Linked DNA regions of Mus musculus: region 2 is linked to region 1. The links are chromatin contacts, called in public Hi-C maps. All regions are on one chromosome and are shown on one strand. The core of a region is the stretch at or near the end of the contact, and the rest is flanking DNA. Distances in the headings are between cores, read along the strand shown. Region 1 overlaps Hipk2 (homeodomain interacting protein kinase 2). Region 2 overlaps Tbxas1 (thromboxane A synthase 1, platelet).

What was found. Hi-C and Micro-C count contacts between places; a contact is called where the count stands out from the background.
Region 2: a contact with region 1 is called in a Hi-C map of the HPC-7 cell line, with 1.9 times the contacts expected there. The contact joins two enhancer-like sites. A contact is called at or near these places in 3 of 39 promoter capture datasets (the HPC-7 cell line, cranial neural crest and embryonic stem cells), 2 of 484 Hi-C or Micro-C datasets (the HPC-7 cell line and bone marrow-derived macrophages) and 1 of 115 datasets of contacts at active chromatin or transcription factors (embryonic stem cells).

Annotation. Positions count from the first base shown.
Region 1 is chr6:38,786,429-38,789,873 of GRCm38.p6, forward strand. All of the region lies in intron 2 of Hipk2 (homeodomain interacting protein kinase 2), which reads right to left. 4930502C15Rik (a long non-coding RNA gene) reads left to right here. Exons shown (of 4, transcript XR_003956279.1): 4 at 1-3,445. Among named protein-coding and RNA genes, the nearest start is that of 4930502C15Rik, 51 kb to the left of the region's middle. Within about 2 kb of position 1,618, at least 55 of the 459 cell types and tissues checked have an H3K27ac peak or open chromatin away from gene starts, as enhancers often do. A contact at or near this core is called in the HPC-7 cell line, where this site is marked.
Region 2 is chr6:39,020,397-39,023,841 of GRCm38.p6, forward strand. Tbxas1 (thromboxane A synthase 1, platelet) reads left to right here. Exons shown (of 13, transcript NM_011539.3): 7 at 643-791; 8 at 2,573-2,703. Among named protein-coding and RNA genes, the nearest start is that of Gm23010, 8.5 kb to the left of the region's middle. Within about 2 kb of position 1,660, at least 7 of the 459 cell types and tissues checked have an H3K27ac peak or open chromatin away from gene starts, as enhancers often do. A contact at or near this core is called in the HPC-7 cell line, where this site is marked.

The DNA of each region.
Region 1 (3,445 bases), core at 368-2,867:
ATTTGTATGTATTTATTAGCCAATAGTAACAATGAAATGACAACAGTATGACCACCCTCCGGCTGAATAAAATACCTTTTATTTAAACAGATAAGCAATTATGAAGATTTTAGGCTAAGGAGAAAGGGCTACTTTTAGCATATGGAATGGAGCGAAAGAATTATATATAGATACACTCACATGCTCGGATGTATCCATCTTTAAACAGCCTATCAAAACTGTCTAACACACTGCTGGCTATAAATGTGCTATACCTGACAGGGAGAAAATTCCATGAAAGATTATAAAAGCTTGCTAGAAGCATTAAAAATTTCCAGCCATTTCATTATTTGTCATTCAGCAACTGTTAATATTACTTTTTGTATTCTTAGTGAAGCTTGAAATTAACATGGCTTTTTGTTTATTTCTTCATTTCTGCACCCTTGTCAGCTCATCTCAGGAATGCAGTTTGTTAGCTGGCTTACTGCAGTGCCAAAGAGAAAGCTTGGGAAGCTTAAGCCGACTAGTGAAAGGCTCTGCATGAAAACACATTTGCGTTTTAACCTCTCAGAAGCAGAGCAGTTAACTTAAAATAAATATTTAACATCTTGGTGCTTTTATCAAGACTCGTTTTGACATGGACATGTTCCCCAGGGAACAAAGTCTACTGGAAAAAGTTGATTGAAAAGAAAAGGTGAATCTAGAATTTTCAAAGGAAAACCAATCTCCAGAAATGCTCCTCCCTCCAAAAATCATTAATCTGAATTGAACATAGGCTTAGCATTTTGAAGTCTCATAGGGAAGTAGTCCCAGGCAATGCCTCTTCTGCCCCAGCAATGTTTTTGTTGTGTGCCTGCCTGGCTGCTGCCCTACCCTGCTCCACCCCCATAGCTATTTCACACATGGATCCTGATTTACACCCAAGGCACCTTATTGCCCAGGAAGCTCAAGCAAGACGTAGATCTTGATAGGAGAGCTACCAAACACTCCTGGGGCACAGACAGGGCAGCAAGCCATAAGAAGTCTGGTCATCCCCTGGTAGGGACCATTTATTAAGTTTCTTTTGCTGACTTCACTCCTTCCTTACACAGTGCCTTGAGTTTTGAGAGGATGACATTTATAAGGGGTTGCTGGATGTGTTCTGAAAACTACAGAGCTTGACAGATATGAGTGTCCGATGCCCCCAGGAACAAGAGTGGTCAGTGATGGTAACCAAAATGGCTTTGCTAAATGGTTCAAATGTAGCAAAGTCATAAACAAACAAACAAAAAACCCAAAAGAACCCAAACCTCTCGGGATAAAATGGTCCAGAATTTTTCAGAAGACAGAATCCTGTCTCATTTAATATGTACACATTTACCTGAGCTTCCTATATTCCCCGCTCCCAGAACAAGGTATATCTTACAGGTAACTTCGCATTTGGGTGTGTGGCCACCTGCCAGACAAGGCTCCGCAGAATGACCTGAATATATCATTTTAAGTCTACTCCCATAGGACTGTCACCGGACCAGGGGGCCACTAAGTTACACAGGAACTGCATCTAGTTTTTCCTGCCCCATGAACTTCCTGTAAAGAGCATGGTCATACTGTATTCATCTCTCCTTTTTTTGGCACTAACTCACTGTAGAATAAAATCACGCTGAGTCACAGCATGACACAGCCAATCTCCATCTCTATTTTAGGCACATTTTACACACAGGAGCTGGCAACACACCTTTCCTGATATAAACACAGCTCTGACGGCCTGCAAATTTCAACTGGGTCAGTCTTGCTGCATTATTTGACTTACTTGAAACTTTATTTAAATTTAGTTTTTGTTTGGGCCAATTTTGATGATAAAATTTTGTGCTGCAAAACTGAGGACAGGCTAAGTGGAGGTGGAGGAAGGAGGGTGGACAGAGTGGGGAGGAGAGAGGAGGGAGGGAGAGAAGAGGGAGGAGGGAGGAGGGTGGAAGGAGGAGGGAGGAGGTGGCCCTGTTTTTCTGGTCCCTCCAAATGGCTTTATTAGCTGATTTTGAAAGTTTGCGGTACATTTTCAAAATGCTCAACACCCCACAATTAAACCAAACCACAAATCTACTTCCAAAGCCAAAGGATGCTGGATTTTAAAGCCAAAAAATGTACTGGGAAAACCCAGTGGTATACACCCCTTCTTCCCTTAGTTCCTCTCTCACCAAAATGTGTGTAAACAAGGCAGGACTGAAAGACATCTCTATTGAATGCTGAACACTATGAAAGGAAGTATCTCTGTTTCTGGGAATTCAGATTCAACTTGTTTGCTTTATACGAAAATTAAGGATGTAGTTGCCACCACCAGAGAACACCTTTAAAGATCTCTACAATAAAAGCTCCCATACTTTAGAAAATTTCTGACTTTCCAAGAAGCATACGGGATGTAGCCTGGATGTTTATGTGCCAAGCTGAGTATGCTATGGTAAGCTCTTTTCTTATGGGGAGGAGACTAGAGTTCCCTGTGTGTAGTCTTCCAGCATTCCTTCTTCATTCCGAGCTGAGGATGCTTCTAGGAGCCTCTCTTGGAGATGCTCAATTGCTCTTGACTTTCCTGTCTCAGCCCCTACCTGATGAGACTTTGGATTTAGGGCAGAGCCAGTGTTCAGGGTCAGGTACAATGTGGCTACTACTCCAGATTCTAATTTTACTTGCTATGGAGTGGAGACCTTTTAGAGTTCAGTCCTAAATGATGTCAGCAGTGTTATCACCCACCACATACCCTCCTTCACTCACACATACACTCATTTATTTACTCATATCTTCCACTGAGGACCTACAATAAGCACTGTACTGCTACCAGGGCACTGCGTAAGATCCACACCGAGGCTCAAGAGACTTCTATTTGATCAAGACCAGATAAACATGAAATTATGTGAGCAGATGTTAGCAATGAGGGTCCTGCTGGGGTACAGGACAGGCATGCCAATTCTGCCTCCTACAGGATCTACCTAGGCTGCTACTTCTCATAGAAGCTTCCCCTAGTCATCTCAGATGTGTCTGCCCCAGCCTCTAGGTCCCTTAGCTGAACAGGGACATGCAAGGCTCTTGCCTCCACAAGAATCTGTGTTCCTTCACAGCAGGATCTGCCACTTTCCCCTCATCTCTGAGCCCCTACTGTACCTAACATCCTCTCTGGCATGTGTCAGTGCTCGCAAATGTTTACTGTTGTTCCAAGTATATTCAATGGTAAACCACAGAAGTGAGACCTTCTGAGTACTGTACTGAAAGCCCACACACACCCATTTCCTCTGAAGACCTAGAAGACAAAGGCAGGGCCTCTGAACGCTAGACCTGCCAAGCTACAAAGAAGCTCTGTACTCCCCAAAGCTTTTGCTCCCCTCTCTAGCCTCATCCCTTACCTTTTGAATGGTGACGGTCCCTTCCTGAGGCTATTCAGCATCACAGAGTCACAGATGGGGAAGGCGAGCAGAAGTCCCATCTTTTTTGATGAAAT
Region 2 (3,445 bases), core at 410-2,909, 230 kb after region 1:
ACTGTAGCTGTCTTCAGACACATCAGAAGAGGACATCAGATCCTATTACAGATAGTTGGGAGCCACCATGTGGTTGCTGGGAATTGAACACGGGACCTCTGGAAGAGCAGTTGGTGCTCTTAACCATTTAACCATCTCCCAGCCCTTGTTGCACCTTTTAAAATGGCAAAAGCATCAGGTATCGTGACACATATCTTTAGTCCCAGCACAGGAAAGGCAGAGTGTACTCAGGGCAGCCAAATCATTAGAAGGAAAAATGGAGGGTAGCTAATAAAACAAGCTAATGAGATTGATTCATCAATGCCAATTTGAGAGCTATTAATTAATCATTAGATTCTGGCCTGAGATGGGCTATGTGTGCATAGGGGCTAAAGCCCCTAGGCTTTAGGGCTCCTATTTCCCTTCACAGGAAGGCGTCCTCCCACTGGAAGATATGTGCCTTAGTGTTCAACTCTGTTCTAAGGCCTGAGTTAGTGATGTCCTGCCCTCACCTTCTCTTCCATAAGCTCCTTGATAAAGCCTCCAATCATATTCTGCTATTGCTGCTCATCCAGGAAGTGTCCCTTCCACTACCTCAGGAGGGGTATGCTGTGGGAAGGGCAATCCAGCATCTTTCAATTGTCCGCATTTCTATGTCCACAGGTGTTACTGCTGTTACACCATAGATGTGGTGGCCAGTGTGGCCTTTGGCACCCAGGTGGACTCCCAGAATTCTCCAGAAGATCCCTTTGTGCAACACTGCCGGCGTGCTTCCACCTTCTGTATCCCCAGGCCTCTCCTGGTATTAATCTGTAAGTGCAGCCCCTACCCAAGGTAGTGAGGCCAGATCACCACCCATAGGACAGCTTGCAGGGTTGAGTCCCTTCCACCAGGAATGGTCCCAGGATGTTCTCTCTGAGACATCCCTCAGGAACTTTATCTCCCTAGAGCCACTAGAATTCTCTTGTCACAATCTGGGGTGATTTATCACCAACACAGGTAACCCTGGATCCTGTTTGATAATCCTAATGAGAAAGGAAAACTGATACATAAAAAGGCAGTCAAGACTTGAACCCAAAGTCTCTCATTTCCTAGGGTTGGTTGGTTGGTTGGTTGGTTGGTTGGTTGGTTGGTTGGTTGGTTCGTTAGTTGGTTTTTGTCCCATCACTCAAAACCCTCTTCTGAGGACTTCTCTACCAGAAGCCAACAACTCCTAAACATGAAATCAACAGATGGGTCACTGGAAGGAGGCTTCATGTTAACAAGACTAGACCATTGGATTAATTTTACAAGGGAGTCTTTGCCTTCCAGCTAGTTCTGGAATCTACTTGCTTTTGTGGAAACAGTGTGTTGCTGTTACTGTATTGTTGAGCTCTTCCCTGCCTCTCTGATATATTGGCATAGTCTAGTCACTTCTTGGCCAGCTTCATTCTTCCTCCTTCTCCTCCTCCTCCTCCTCCTCCTCCTCCTCCTCTCCCTCCTCCCCCCTTTCTTCCTCCTAGCTCTCTTCATCTTCCTCCTCATCTTTCCTCTTTTGTTTCTCTTCCTCCTCTCCCCTTCCTTTTTCAAGACAGGGTCTTGTTATACAACCTTCTCTTATCTCCAATTAACACCCCCTCTTGCCTCACTCTCCTGAGTATTAGAATCATGGACCATTTGCTTGCTTTTCTTCTTATCTCTGAGCCAGTTTCAGCAGGAAGCCCTGTAACCTCTAACATCAGCACACTGAAACCTGTAGGCATTTGTGTGGAGTCACGCAGCCTCTTTGTGTCCAGGAGGTCTGCTGGGGCTAAGGCTGCCCCACCTATGGACTTTCAATTATAGACAGGCCTTCCACTAACAAGGCCCCTGCTCTCTACACTTTTAAACAGAGGTGTATGAGCTCTGGGATCTCCTGTCTCCAGCCTGACTCAACACAAAAGGTTATGTGCAGCTTGGCAGGCTGAGAGTCAGTAGAGTCACATGCCCCTGTGGCAAGGCCTCATCCCTGGGCTCAGAACATCTCCTAGGGAAATATTAAGTGTCCTGATCCTGGGAGCCTTCTCCTAAGAACCCAGGCTGCATATTGCATGGCAGGGGAATATCCACAATAGATGAAGCCAGTGTCCTTGTCAGCAGCTGCAACAACATGTTTTAGGGACAATTCAGATGGCTGTTGTGGGGACATTTATCCAGATAAAGACAAATACAAATGACCAGAAAGTCAATAAAGTAGATGGTCTGCTATGCCCCTGTGACGGCTTGGCACACAGCCAGTTACCCATTCTGTCCTGATGAACTGCAAAGACACTTCCCCCTCTAAGGTTGGAGATAAGAATTTCTAAGTGTAAAAGTGGGTTTGTAAGGCCAGGTACACACGAGGACTTACTTTATTGCACAGGCATTTAATGATTGCTTATGATGTACAGGGAATGGAACAGAAAGCTAGAGTCAGATCAAGCCCCACTCTGAGAAGCGCCAAGTCCACAGGGAAGACAGGCCTCCCAAGTGGCTCTGATTCAAGGCTGGTGCTTGCTTCCCAGCCACAGGAGTCTAATAGCCCTGCTTCATTATCACTCCCCCTTCAACGCTACTTTTGTTTTTCTCTTTCAAGTATCATTTCCATCCATAATGGTCCCATTGGCCCGGATTCTGCCCAATAAGAACCGAGATGAACTGAATGGCTTTTTTAACACACTCATTAGGAATGTGATTGCCTTACGGGACCAGCAAGCAGCAGAAGAGGTAACTATTTTTATAGGACACAGCCTGGAAACAGAATGGAACCTAATTTGGCATCACTCTCTCTTTTCTTTCTCCATTCCCCCACAACTCCTCACGTCACATGGGTCTCTCCTTTACTAGTCTCCCATTCTGAGCTTTCCAGAGCCAGTAGAAAGCAATGGGAGGGAGGAATCGGAAGGATAATAGGAGAAGTCCCACCAATGGGCCTATCCCTGATGTGAGTTGTTGAATGGATGTCAACCCCTGACTGTCTCCCATCACCTGGCTCTTACCCCCAAGCAAAGGTTGCAGTAGCCCAACCCCCACCCCAGAATTTTCTAAGTCAGCACCTCATGCAATTTTCATGAGCATAGTCTTTCTGCTGAAAAACAGCAAGATGGGGCTTTATAGCATGAATAGCATAAATATTAGCAAGAAGTTTAGGCAACTGTCAATCAATCCCATATTCCCTTTCAACATGGAGACTCTTGCTAGAAAATTTGTGATTGAGGCTCCCTGCTCTCTTTAGCAGGCTGCCGTGTTTCCCTTTTCCCTTACAGACTCACACCCTGCTTGGCACATAGTGGGGATAAGTAAATATTGGCTGAACTTGACTCTAAATAGTATGCGGTTTTCAGTATGAGAAATAATCTTCCTGCATCAGAGATACTCTTTGTCCACATTAAAGTTGTCCATTATGGGTCTCATCACACTAAAGACAGTCACAAAAAAAAAAAAAAAAAAAAAAAAAAAGGACTAAAAG